Regions from separate parts of the Mus musculus genome. Here regions 2 and 3 are each linked to region 1. The links are chromatin contacts, called in public HiChIP or PLAC-seq and promoter capture Hi-C maps. All regions are on one chromosome and are shown on one strand. Each heading gives the region's core, a stretch centred on a gene start, on an enhancer-like site or on the middle of the called end of the contact. The rest is flanking DNA. Distances are from core to core; before and after follow the strand shown.

The links. Promoter capture Hi-C pulls out the DNA fragments that hold promoters and counts their contacts. HiChIP or PLAC-seq counts read pairs in DNA pulled down with a chosen protein or histone mark.
Region 2: a contact with region 1 is called in an HNF4G HiChIP or PLAC-seq map of pancreatic cancer cells. The contact joins the promoter of Ptdss2 here to the promoter of Eps8l2 in region 1. A contact is called at or near these places in 1 of 115 datasets of contacts at active chromatin or transcription factors (pancreatic cancer cells) and 3 of 9 other capture datasets (adipose tissue, liver and pancreatic islet).
Region 3: a promoter capture Hi-C map of stem cell-derived epiblast-like cells shows a contact between it and region 1, with 2.1 times the contacts expected there. The contact joins the enhancer-like site here to the promoter of Eps8l2 in region 1. A contact is called at or near these places in 1 of 39 promoter capture datasets (stem cell-derived epiblast-like cells), 2 of 484 Hi-C or Micro-C datasets (B cells and the G1E-ER4 cell line) and 2 of 9 other capture datasets (adipose tissue and liver).

The regions. Positions count from the first base shown.
Region 1 is chr7:141,336,971-141,340,677 of GRCm38.p6, forward strand. Eps8l2 (EPS8-like 2) reads left to right here and starts at 2,032. Exons shown (of 21, transcript NM_133191.2): 1 at 2,032-2,088. Tmem80 (transmembrane protein 80) reads left to right here. Exons shown (of 6, transcript NM_001141950.1): 6 at 1-185. It also overlaps a transcript of Deaf1 not described here.
Region 2 is chr7:141,129,187-141,132,893 of GRCm38.p6, forward strand. It overlaps Ptdss2 (phosphatidylserine synthase 2), which reads left to right and starts at 2,100. Exons shown (of 12, transcript NM_013782.4): 1 at 2,100-2,331. The coding sequence starts at 2,216.
Region 3 is chr7:141,516,647-141,520,353 of GRCm38.p6, forward strand. The region is part of intron 8 of Chid1 (chitinase domain containing 1); the gene reads right to left. Among named protein-coding and RNA genes, the nearest start is that of Chid1, 21 kb to the right of the region's middle. Within about 2 kb of position 1,830, at least 16 of the 459 cell types and tissues checked have an H3K27ac peak or open chromatin away from gene starts, as enhancers often do. A contact at or near this core is called in adipose tissue, where this site is marked.

The sequences.
Region 1 (3,707 bases), core at 782-3,281:
TTTGTAGATGCCAAATGAATCTCATCTCCTGTTTTTCTTTTCCTAGCCCATTTTTTTCTCAGAAAGTATTTAAGCAGTATTTTTTTTTTACAGTTTCTTTCATTCTGTTATGTGTTTTCTGTTTATGTCGTTATGTTCAAATATCTAGTTTCTCTTTTAAAAAATAAATAAGTAATTATGCTGTCATGACTTTGTCTTCATTATAACCACCTACATTCCCCAGGGTCCAGTATGGAAGAGCCCCACCCCCACCCCCTGTTTCCCCTTCTCAGCCCTATCCAGGACTTACTCTGTAACCTCTACCTGGCTTCTCTCTACCCTGGTAACTAGCCAGAAGCCTCCCTGTGAAGTATGTTGAAGGTGGTAGGTTTCTGGGCCGTCCAGAGCCTTCTCTGGGACCAGGGAACCTTCTATACACATGGGTCCTTAGCTGATTTCCTTTAACTCATGTCTCCCAGAGACTGGGTGAATACCAGAACTACCTGGAGACGTGCTCTACCTAGCCCACAGGCAGGGTTGGGAAGGAGTAATGTCTAGAAAGCCTATGAGCACTTCTCTCCACAATGTCTCTGTGGCTTGAGCAAGTATAGCCTGGGTAGGCAGAATGGGCTAAGGCCGGTGGGTCTGGAGGGCTCAGCCACTCCCCTGTTCTTACTGGCCACATGGAAGTGGCATTCACTCCATGTGACCCAGAGTGGACATCAGTTACCACCACCAGCTTGGGCTGCCTCACAGCAAAGGTTATGAAGACTGACCGCCAGCAGCACAAAGGAGCCATCCCTGAGTTGCATTGCATGTTTTCCACCCTTTACCCATCCCTAGCTCTGCCCAGGAATGTCAGAGCACACACATAAGCCTGCTCCTCCCATTACACAGCTGACCACTTGACCCCTGCTTGCTGGGCCAGGGCGAGGTCACAGGCAGAGCAAGATTGGACCAGTTCTGTGAGATCAGCAGTAAGGGCTATGAACCAGGAAGCCTCTCTGGGGTTCATCAAGAGCTGGGCTTGGGGTCCACTTCTGCCACTCCTCTGTCCAGCTCACCTGTGATGTCCCAAAGTGTGTCAAGTGGGCAACAAGCCAGGCTAAAAACTGCTGTTGGCCCTCAGTACCCCAGGAAGTGCTAACTGTCCAGGGCCCAGGAGAAATGTGCCAGGGCCCTGCCCTTCTGAGGCTGTAGCCTGGGACCCTGACTTCCTGGCAGCACCCACTTCCTCTGCCCCAACTCTGGGAACAATAGCCGGGGCCTTAGGGTCCCTGTTCACATAAGGGCAGTACCTTGGCTAGCAGGCCACAACTCTTGTTTATTTCCTCCTAGCCAGCTAATTGGCTGATCTAAATTCACCCAACCCTGCCCCAAGATGTCAAATAGCAAGGTGGGCAGAGTAGCTTTGAGGGGGGTTGTCAACATGGTGGAGACAGGTACCCTCTTCTAGAGATAGCTCATCCCTCAGGAGATGCTCTAGTGGATGGGGACTTTAAGAACTCCTGTATGTGAAGGAGGGAGGGGCCCCCACCAGGAGCTGAAAGCTCCCAAACTCAAAAAGCCTTGGACCCAATGCCCCAGGACTAAACCACTAAAGAGCTCTGTCCCGGTGCTACTTGGGGTGGAGGGTACCTGATGGCGGCTTGATTGAGACTTCCCCAAGGCTGCAGCACTCATAGGCTTCATCCAGTACTGCCCCTGCAGGCAGGCCCATGTCCCCATCTGCTACTGCAGCTTGGCCAGTTAGAGCAGCTGGGGCCGCACCCTGTTCTCCGGGGCCAGCTGCAAAGGGGCCCCAGGTGCTTTGGGGACCGCTGGGAGGGCAGTCAGAGGCAGGCAGGGAGGCAGAACCACAGTTGGTGTGGTGGGGGGGAATGGTGCCCGGGCCCGCCCCCTTCCTTCAGGCTCCCTCGTGCCCACTCCCGGGTGACTCGGTAACCTGTCGCTCAGGTTCCTCCTCGCACAGCCCCGCCCCGGCCTATCCGGCCCAGCAGAGGTCCCGCCTGTCCCGGGAGAGGGAGCTCCAGAGGCTCTGACAGACAGACGGCGGACAAGCTGACCGAGGGGCCTAACCAAGCACAGGCGCTGAGGGACGGAGCGCAGGTGAGCACTTCAGCCAGGGAATTTGCCAATCTGAGCCTCAGTTTCCCAGAATGGCCGTGAGATGTGGAGCTCTCGCTCGGGACTCTGGGTCTGGGCGCTTGGTTTGGAAGGCAAGCCAGAACAGAGAGCTGAGAGCACCTGAGAGTGAGGTTTGGGATGGCCCGGATCGGATCTCCGGACTCAGGACAGCTAAGCCTTGGCTAGGGGGGCTGCGGGTGTGGCGTGGGACGTAGAAACTTGGGGGAGAGGCTGGGCCTGACCCTTCCTTGGGCTTTTAGCACAAGAACCGCTCGGTTAAAGCCCGGTCGGTCCAGCGGGTGGTGGCCAGTGGTTCGTGATATTTTTAAGCCAGCGGTGTGTGACTCACTCGCCCTGGTCCCGGCCCCCTCCCAGCCCTGGGGCGGATGAGGGGAACCTGGCAGTTGACAAGAGAGGTGGTGAGGAAGGGAGGGCCTTCATCCAGCAGGCTGGACCTCCTTCAGGATCTGACCTGACATACCACCCAGGGCCTAAAGGTTGGCCTTTTCCTGGCTGTTTGAGCTCAAAAGAAACCCAGAGCCTGGGAAACATCAGGCTGAGTCAGTCAGTCTTCAGGTCAAAGTTGAAGTGTGGCCTCTCAGGGGATGAGGGTGGGAGATGGGGATAGATGTGGGGGTTGGGGATCAGTTGGTGGGAGGGGCTATGAACATCCATAGCTTGCCCGGGACCGAGAAGTCTGCGGTACTACACAAAACTATCGCTGGAGGCAGAAAAGGGCAAAACATGTCCACAGCCCACCTTTGCTATGTCCCCTGTGCAGCCCTCCTTGGCTGCTGAGGAGACAGGGCACTTCTGGGGCCTTTCCCACCCTAGACTCTCAGTGATCCTACTTTGTGCGTGGACTTCTCCTGGAGCTGTCTATTATCTAGGGCTGCTTTGCCCATTGCTCCCTCCCAGCCTGCCTGGGTCTCTTCAGATGCACCCATCCCTTCCCACGAACAACTTTCTGGTTCATCTCAGCCTCTGTTGCTCCCACCTGATGATTCCTGAACTTTGTCCCCAGATTAGGACCCAGCCAGGTCCTAAGGGACTCCCCCTTCCCATTCCAGGACCACACCCAGCTCCCACAAGGAGAGCCAAGAGCCCAGGTGACTAAGCCGACCCCTCCCCAAGGTCACTCAGTGTGGAGAGCTGGAATTTGAACTTGGAGCCAGTTCCTCCGCCCTCCTTGCCCTGCCGGGGCCTCCTCCCGTTCCACTGGTGAACCTACCAAATGCTCTAACACGCTGGGCCTCCCTTCAACCCGGAAAGTGGCTACAGTAAAACCAGCCTGAGCCCCCAGGCCTTCTAGGCCTGGGTGTTACATCTTCACCACCAATGGATTGTTTGGATTTCCTGCCTCCCTACCCCCACTTCAGCTCTAGAAGCCTCCAGGGAGGGAACCTTTTGCAGGGTAGAGGTAGCCCCAGCCTTATCCCTCCTACCTAGTCCTAAGGTCCTGGCCTAGATTTCCCCAAGGGCAGGGCTGCCTGTCCAAGCCTGTTCAGAGTCTGTGTGCCTTCAGGCCTGGGTCTCTAGCAGTTTGTTTTGTCCTGGTGTGTGTATTCCTGGCCCCACGTGCCTGGTGCCCTTGGCTGAGC
Region 2 (3,707 bases), core at 850-3,349, 210 kb before region 1:
GGAGGGTAGAGAGATAAGAGGGAGAAGAGAAGGAGGAGGAAGAAGGAAGAAAAAGAAGAGGAAAAGGAGAAGGAGGAGGAGGGGGGGGGTGGGGAGGAGAGACCAAAATATCTGGCTAAAGGGCAGCCCAGCCCCTGAACTGGAAAGTTCAGAGTAGCAACGTGGTATGCCAGGTAGGGACTGAGGGATGCTGGGAGAACCTGGAAGCTAGATGTGCTTTAGTATGTAAAATATGCACTTCAGCCCTTGTCCCTGGGTCTAAAACCCTGCACAGGTCACCTAGAAAGACCCTCTGCAGATCTAAGGGGGCCTTCAGGAGCCCCTCTGAAGCCCTTTTTTGAAGTCCCTTTGAAGGCTGGGTGGTTGTTTGTTTGAGACAGGATCTCACTATATATCCCAGGCTGACTTGAACTTGCTATGTAGATTAAACTAACCTTCCAAACTCACTGAGATCTGCCTGCCCCTGGGACCTGGAATGAAAGGTCTGGACTACTGGTGCCATCCATACCCAGCAACACAGGCTGAGAGCTCCAAGGATCTCTGGGGGGATGGGGGGTCTTACTCCTCTAATTTATGGTTTGTCAGTTTGAACAATGACAGGGAGGCTGACAAACCCACGACTTTTGGGCAAACATGTCCTGATCTGGCCTTGAGCTTGTCTGGACTGGTGACCCTCCTGGTGGAGAAAAGGTTCACCAAGGCCTTTCTTTTAAGCTGCTAGACTTTTATTTCAGGTAAGGAGGGTGAAGAAGAAACCAAGAGTCTGCCATCTTATTGTTTATTTGTTTGTTTGTTTCAAGATAGAGTTTTTCTTTGTAGCCTTTGTTTTCTAGGATCTCATTATGTAGACCAGGCTGCCCCAAACTCACAAAGATCTTCCTGCCTCTGCCTCCTGAGTACTGGGATTAAAGGTGTGGGCCACCGCTACCCGGCTGAATTTTGTCATCTTCAATATCCAATAGGCTCTCTCTTCTCTGTCTGCCTATCAGGGAATCTATCTAACTCCTAATCTCACGTGAAGGATAACCACAGACTCCCTGATATATATACCTCCACCTCAAAGTGCTGGGATTGCAGGCTGGTGGCACCACAAGCCAACACATCTGAGAAAACTGAAGAAGGACCCACACTCTCAGACAAGAAGCCCATTCCCTACCTCTGGCAAAATGTAAGTACTCTCAGCAACTAACCATACCAGTTTCAACTATCCAACTTGACTGGTCCTGCTAATTTAGTCATTAATTTTTATTTACGTTAAAGTTTGAGACAGAGTCTAGCCTTGGCTGATCTAGAGCTCACAGTGTGTAGACTTGGATGGCTTCAAACACATATAGATCTTCCTGCCTCTGATACCTGAGTGCTAGGATTAAAGGACTATGCCATCATGTCTGGCAATAATTTATCTAATTTATCTATCTATCTACATCTATTTATTAGTGTATAAGTGTTTTGGTTGAGTGTATGCATCTATACACCAACTGTATACAGTGCCCTAGATACTAGAAGAGGGCATTGGAGCCACTGCTGCTATGTGAGAGTGGAAACTGAACTCCATCCTCTAGAAGGTCAGGCAGTGATCTTAACTGCTAAGCCATTTCTCTATCACTATTTCATCTTATTTATTTATTCATTCATTCATTCATTTTCGAGACGGTTTCGCTGTGTAGTTCTGGCTGTCCTTGAACTCACTCTGTAGACCAGGCTGGCCTTGAACTCAGAGACCCGCCTGCCTCTGCCTCCCAAGTGCTGGGATTAAAGGCATGGGCCACCAGTGCCCGGCGCCTCCTTTTTTTTTTAATTCAAGGTTTGAATAACTCAGGCTGTCCTTGGATTCGTTCAATCCTCCTGCCTCAGCTTCCGGAGTTTAGTTTGCTTGGCAGGGCTGTCTACCACAACAGTTTAGGTTGAGTCTCTTTTGCGTCCCTATCCCCAGAGATTATATGTCTTCGGAACTTTATCAACACCAGCCAGTGCCAGCCGGCTTGTACAGTCTCTGTCAGGCGGAGCACGCGGCCGGTCTCCTAGCAACCGGACCGCGTCCCTCCCACCGGGCAGTTTAGGGCTTTCCAGCGCCCAGCATGCCCTGCGGCCCGGCGCGCACTACGCGTCCCACAATGCCTCACGGCCCCGCCCCACTCCCGCGGAGACCCCGCCGGGCAGCACTGCGACCCCAGCCCACCGCCTGCAGCCTACTGGGCTGCGCAGGCCGGGCGCCATGCGGAGGGGCGAGCGCAGAGTCGCCGGAGGCTCGGGATCTGAGTCTCCGCTGCTCAAGGGCCGCCGCAGCACCGAGTCTGAAGTCTACGACGATGGCACTAACACCTTCTTTTGGTGAGGGTCTCCCCGCGTCGGGGCAGGAGTTTGGGACAGACAGTTTAGATTGGAATCGGGAACCGTCAGGGCCTGGATCAGCCAGGGGAGCGCCTCACTCCCTCCGGCCCTCGTGGAACCCCCCGTGGTCGTCTCCGTATGAGATGTCGAGTGTTTTTTCGGATCGGAGGAGCCCCGGGATGAGCTCTGGAAGGCCTGGCCACTACATATTAGTGACTTTTCAGGTTTCCCTTTCTGGGGGATAGCTGTTGTTCCCCTGCTCTTCACCCGTAACGTTGCCCTGAACTGGCCTGGTGGGCATGGCATATCTGTATGGTAGATTTTCCTCACAGCTACCCTTTTCAGTGACCCTTGCTTGCACAACTCAACCTCTGACAAGTTTTGGGGTCAGGTTGCCCCGTCTGCCTTTCGTGGAGTTGAGTGCGTAGGAATTGCAGGTGTTTTGCTTCTTTGAAGGACCATGCCACCGCCCTGGCTGACCAGGTGTAATCCCATGACCTTGGGCTAACCCTTCACCTTTCCTTGTTTGTGAGAAGGAGCACGCTTCATGAGAGGAATGGCTTTGCTTTTATTTCAGGCAGCCAAGTTTCTACCCACCTATGCGACACTGGAGTCCCAGGGTGGGCCCTACAGGCAAGTGACACCCAAGTGCACAGAAACAAATGTGTTCCCACTGGAGGGGATGTTAAGTGGAAGTTGCTCTGAGAGAACAGAGCTGTGGCAGTGTCCAGAACACATTTGATCAGAGAGAATCCTGGTCTGGAAGTGTTAAGATAATTCAGGAGAAGGTGCCATCACACAGATAGGGTCCTCCAAGGGACTCTTGTGTATGTCAGCTTGTATCTCTGGCTTGCAAGTGGGAGTGGTAACTGAGGCACTGGTGAGATACAGTTGAAATAGCAGGAAAGTGGGTTGGGTGTGGGAGATAGCTTTGCATCTGGACCTTATACTATTAGCACCTTCCCTGGGTTATGGACAGCTTCTGCAGTGAGAGCCAACCAGAGCTGCTTTTCAATATGATTCCGTCTAATGACTGTGAAAACATTAGAGGGAAAAGAAGCAATCCCAGCACTTGGAAGGCAGAGGCAGGTGGGTCTCTGTGAGTTTGAAGCGAGCCTGGTTTACATAGTGAGTTTCCAGTACAGCCAGACCCTGGAGGGAGCGAGAGAGGGAGAGAGAGAGAGAGCGCGCTTGGAAGCGAGCATGGGGCAGTTGAAGTTGTGGGTATGGTGCCAGAGCTAGTGCCGATGGCCTTCTTTGACCTTTGAGGTCCTTTGGACATTAAAATGGCCTATAAGTCGGGCTGTTGCAACCCCATAAACTAATCTGAAGACTGATCCCATACCCCATTCTTCTTGACTGGACATAATGGCCTC
Region 3 (3,707 bases), core at 580-3,079, 180 kb after region 1:
TTCTTACCCGCTAAGCCATCTCACCAGCTCCCAGGCTTTGAGGTTTCAAAAGCCAATACCAGGTCCAGTCCCTGATCCCCCTCTGCCTATGGGTAAGGATATAAAGATCCCAGCTACTACTATTCTAGCTCCATGACTGTTTGCTTCTCACAACTATTATCACAGCCTAACCTAAAACTAGAAGCAAGCCCATTACGGATGGTTGTGAGTCACCACGTGGTTATTGGGAACTGAACTCAGGGCCTCTGGAAGAGTAGTCAATGCTCTTTAACTGCTGAGCCATCTCTCCAGCCCCCAGGTCATACTATCTCTTTACAGAAGTGCAATAGAAACCAAGACTAAGATGGGCTTCTATGGCAAAAGCTTGCCTGCTCCTAGGTGGACCCTCATCTAAACCTGCCAATGTTTATAGACTCCTAGTATGTCAGGCCCTGCTGTTTCTAGATCTGATTGCTCATCAAGAAAGGCATGAGCTATAGCTAGAGGCTGGCAGAGGAGCAGCCTTTCTTAGTCCCACCTTGTGTTATGGATTCAGCACAAGTGCAGGAAGAAGGCTCAGAAAGGTTCAGAAAGGTGTGGCTGAAGCCTTTGGGCAAGAAGAAGCTCCTGGGGCCTAGAAAGTTCCAAGCAGAGTAGCTACACCTGGCAAAGTCCCACCCTGTGGCCTCACTCCAGGCTGGGGAAGAACACTTCTCCCTGAAGACTTACGTCAGTGTCACTCAATGCCCAGATACAGTGAAGAAAAAGCACACATCTCCCAACGGCAAGATAAATCTGCACAGACCTTGCACAGGGAGCGGGCACAGATCCTATCTGAAGGCTCCCAGAAAAACTTCTTCTGCTAAACCCCACTGGCCAGGCTGTAAGCACCCTCTGACCCCAGGCCAGAAGCTCAGAGGGAACTGTAGACAGGACTAGTCAAAGCAGACAGTATCTACCATCTCTAGGTAACAGCACTGCCCACTGCCTGGAGTCCTGAGACCTCAAACGGTATTCCCTACTAGTTGTGATTCTTGGACCAGCTCACCTATCAGCTAGACCTCACCCAGAGGAGCGGGCAGGCCAGAGGGCATGCTGTGAGTTCAAGGTAGGTTACAAAGATCTGATCACCACACAATTCTGCCCAGGCACAGCTGGCCCCAGTACACAGTGTTGTTTGCTATCATCTGACCTTTGGGTTCCCTGTCTCTAGGCACAGATCCCCATGGTCACCTTTAGCTCCTCCAGGCAGGCTGCCATAGCACTTGCCCTCACTGTGTTACTGGAACACCGAGCAGGGCAGGCATGAACGGGGAGATAATGAGGGCTGTGGGCAGAGGCTCGAGCACCTGAAAAACAGGGCAGGTCAGAGATTCTGACACCATAGGAGAGGGTGCAAGGTGGGAGAGACAGAATACAGGGACAGGCGTGGGTGGGAACTTTGGGAAGACCATGGACCCTGTGGGGCCTATTTTCCTGAAGCATACATTATTCCCAGAGGTTCCCATATTCAGCTTCTCACTGATGCAACCCAGTTCCACAGGCTGAGCCATTAAGAACAGCCCACATGTCAGAATGGCCTTATTCTTAAGTGGTCAGCCTAAGACAAAATGAAGACAAACAGGAACACAGCCAACACTTTCCTGAAATGGAGCAACCTTCTAGGGTGGTAGCCATCAACAGGAAAGACGGGACACTACTGGGCCTCTTACTATCCTCCCTACTTCCATCCTCCCGGCTATGTCCTTGGGGTTTCTCTGGGAATATGTCCTTTGTCCTTCTGTCTTTGAGGAAGAAAGGCTATGCAGAAGCTGTTGCTAAAGCCAACCCTCCCAGCCTGCCCTGCTCCTGCCCCAAACCTCTGGGGAGCCCGGCCACTGAGCTGTTTCTCTTTGTCCCACAGCACCAGGATAAAATGAGTCCATGCGCGAGAGACATAAAAACAGCTTGCCAATAGGCCACACATGGCATGACTTCCAATAAACAGAAATTACTGTTCATGCTGAAAACCTCATGTTCTGAATTAATTTCTGAGGGAGGAAAACAATATAACAAAACACATTACTCAGTGCCTGGGTCTTGGACAGGCCCCATGCAGCTGGGGCCTTCCCATGGCAAAGAAGAAAGTACCTAGCCCAGGCAGGGAGACACTTTTAAGTGCCCACTGAGGGCTAAAATGGGGCAATGCTCATAGCCCAGGCTACCCATCCTTTCCAATGATGAGACCCTCTTTTCCAGAGAGCAGAACTGTAATGACACTGGGCTGGGGCCCTCCAGCCATGTGGTCCTTTATCCAGACACCCTATAGCTAGGAAAAATGCCCAGATGGTGCCAGGGCACACTGTGCAGCTATAGCCTGCAGAAAATACTGATGAACGTGGGGAGAGTTATGGGCCCAGCAGCCTCACCACCTGCAACCTCAGGGAGGTCAATGAAGCTGTCAACTCTTAACCGTGCATACCCTAGGGCTACCTTATCTCAGCAATGCAGCATTCTTTCCTACCCTGGGGATGCCAACACACAAACTTTAACTCCCTGTCCTCAGCCCACAGGGTGTGTGCCTCCCTCCTCCAGTCCACAATTAACACCAGCTATAGCTGACGGCACCATAGTATTGGAGTTACAGCCAGATAGAAGGTACCCAGACTTAAAGACAACCCTTCCTGGCACTGTCCCACAGCTTTCCTCTGAAGCTTTATGCCTTTGTCCCTATGACTCTCGCTTCCTCTGACTCCTCTCTCCGTGCCCCTGGGTGAAGCCAGGCCCCTACTTCTTCCAGGACAACAGAATGGGTTGCCAGTTTACCCTACAGTTAAGTCTCTGTTGCCCATCTTGCCTGGCCTTGTTGTTCCTGTGATCTCTGTCACCAACCTAAGAGGTCCCTAAGAGCTAGTGAGGCCAAGGAAATGTGAAAGGCAGGTTAGAGATTGACCTGACTTTAACTTGTCACATCCCTCACTGCCATTCTGGATTGTATGTTACTGGCTTTTGAGAAACCCAAGAGGTTGGCTAGAAGCAAACCTGATATCTCCTATGTCCCTAAGATGATATGTTGCTAGCCCCAGTAGGTATGGGGATCTAATTAAACTACATCTTCAAGGCTGCCACTCTGCCCTGGTTTTTATATTGCTGAGTGTATGCAAGTAACCTTGGAAGAAGTGTTCAAGGTCAGCATGGCTGAATAGCTGCCCAGTTCTAGGGCAGGACCCCGAGGGTCTGCAGTGCTGTGGCAGCCCTTTCTGTAGCAGCTCTGACTTAACCTGCCTTTGGTGACAAAGGACATAAGTGAATTTTCATTTGATGACTAGAAGCCACCCCTACTCCCCACCCCCACACACCACAGCTGTCTTCCTAGAGCAGCCTTTATGAGGCAAATGACAACATGACTATGTCCTGCTGAAGATGCAGGGCACAGTTGCTGTTTTGGCTCCCTTGCAGAGGTGGCTCTCTACTAAGGGTTGGGGAGGACAAACAAGGAGGACAGTAAGCACCCCATGCCCTGGAGCAGTGTCAACAGAGCCCCACTACACTCAAGGCAGAAGGGTCATCCCCAATCCCACAAGGCCTCAACCAGCTAAGGGCCCTGCTTCCCCTCAGACTCTTGCCACTCTTGGTCCTTCTTCCAGCCACTGCAGATGCGTCCCCTACCCCCACTCTGGGTACCCTCCAGAATCCCTCTCCTCATGGCTGCATAAGGTGAACTATGTGCCTCAGTCACTGCAAAGTGA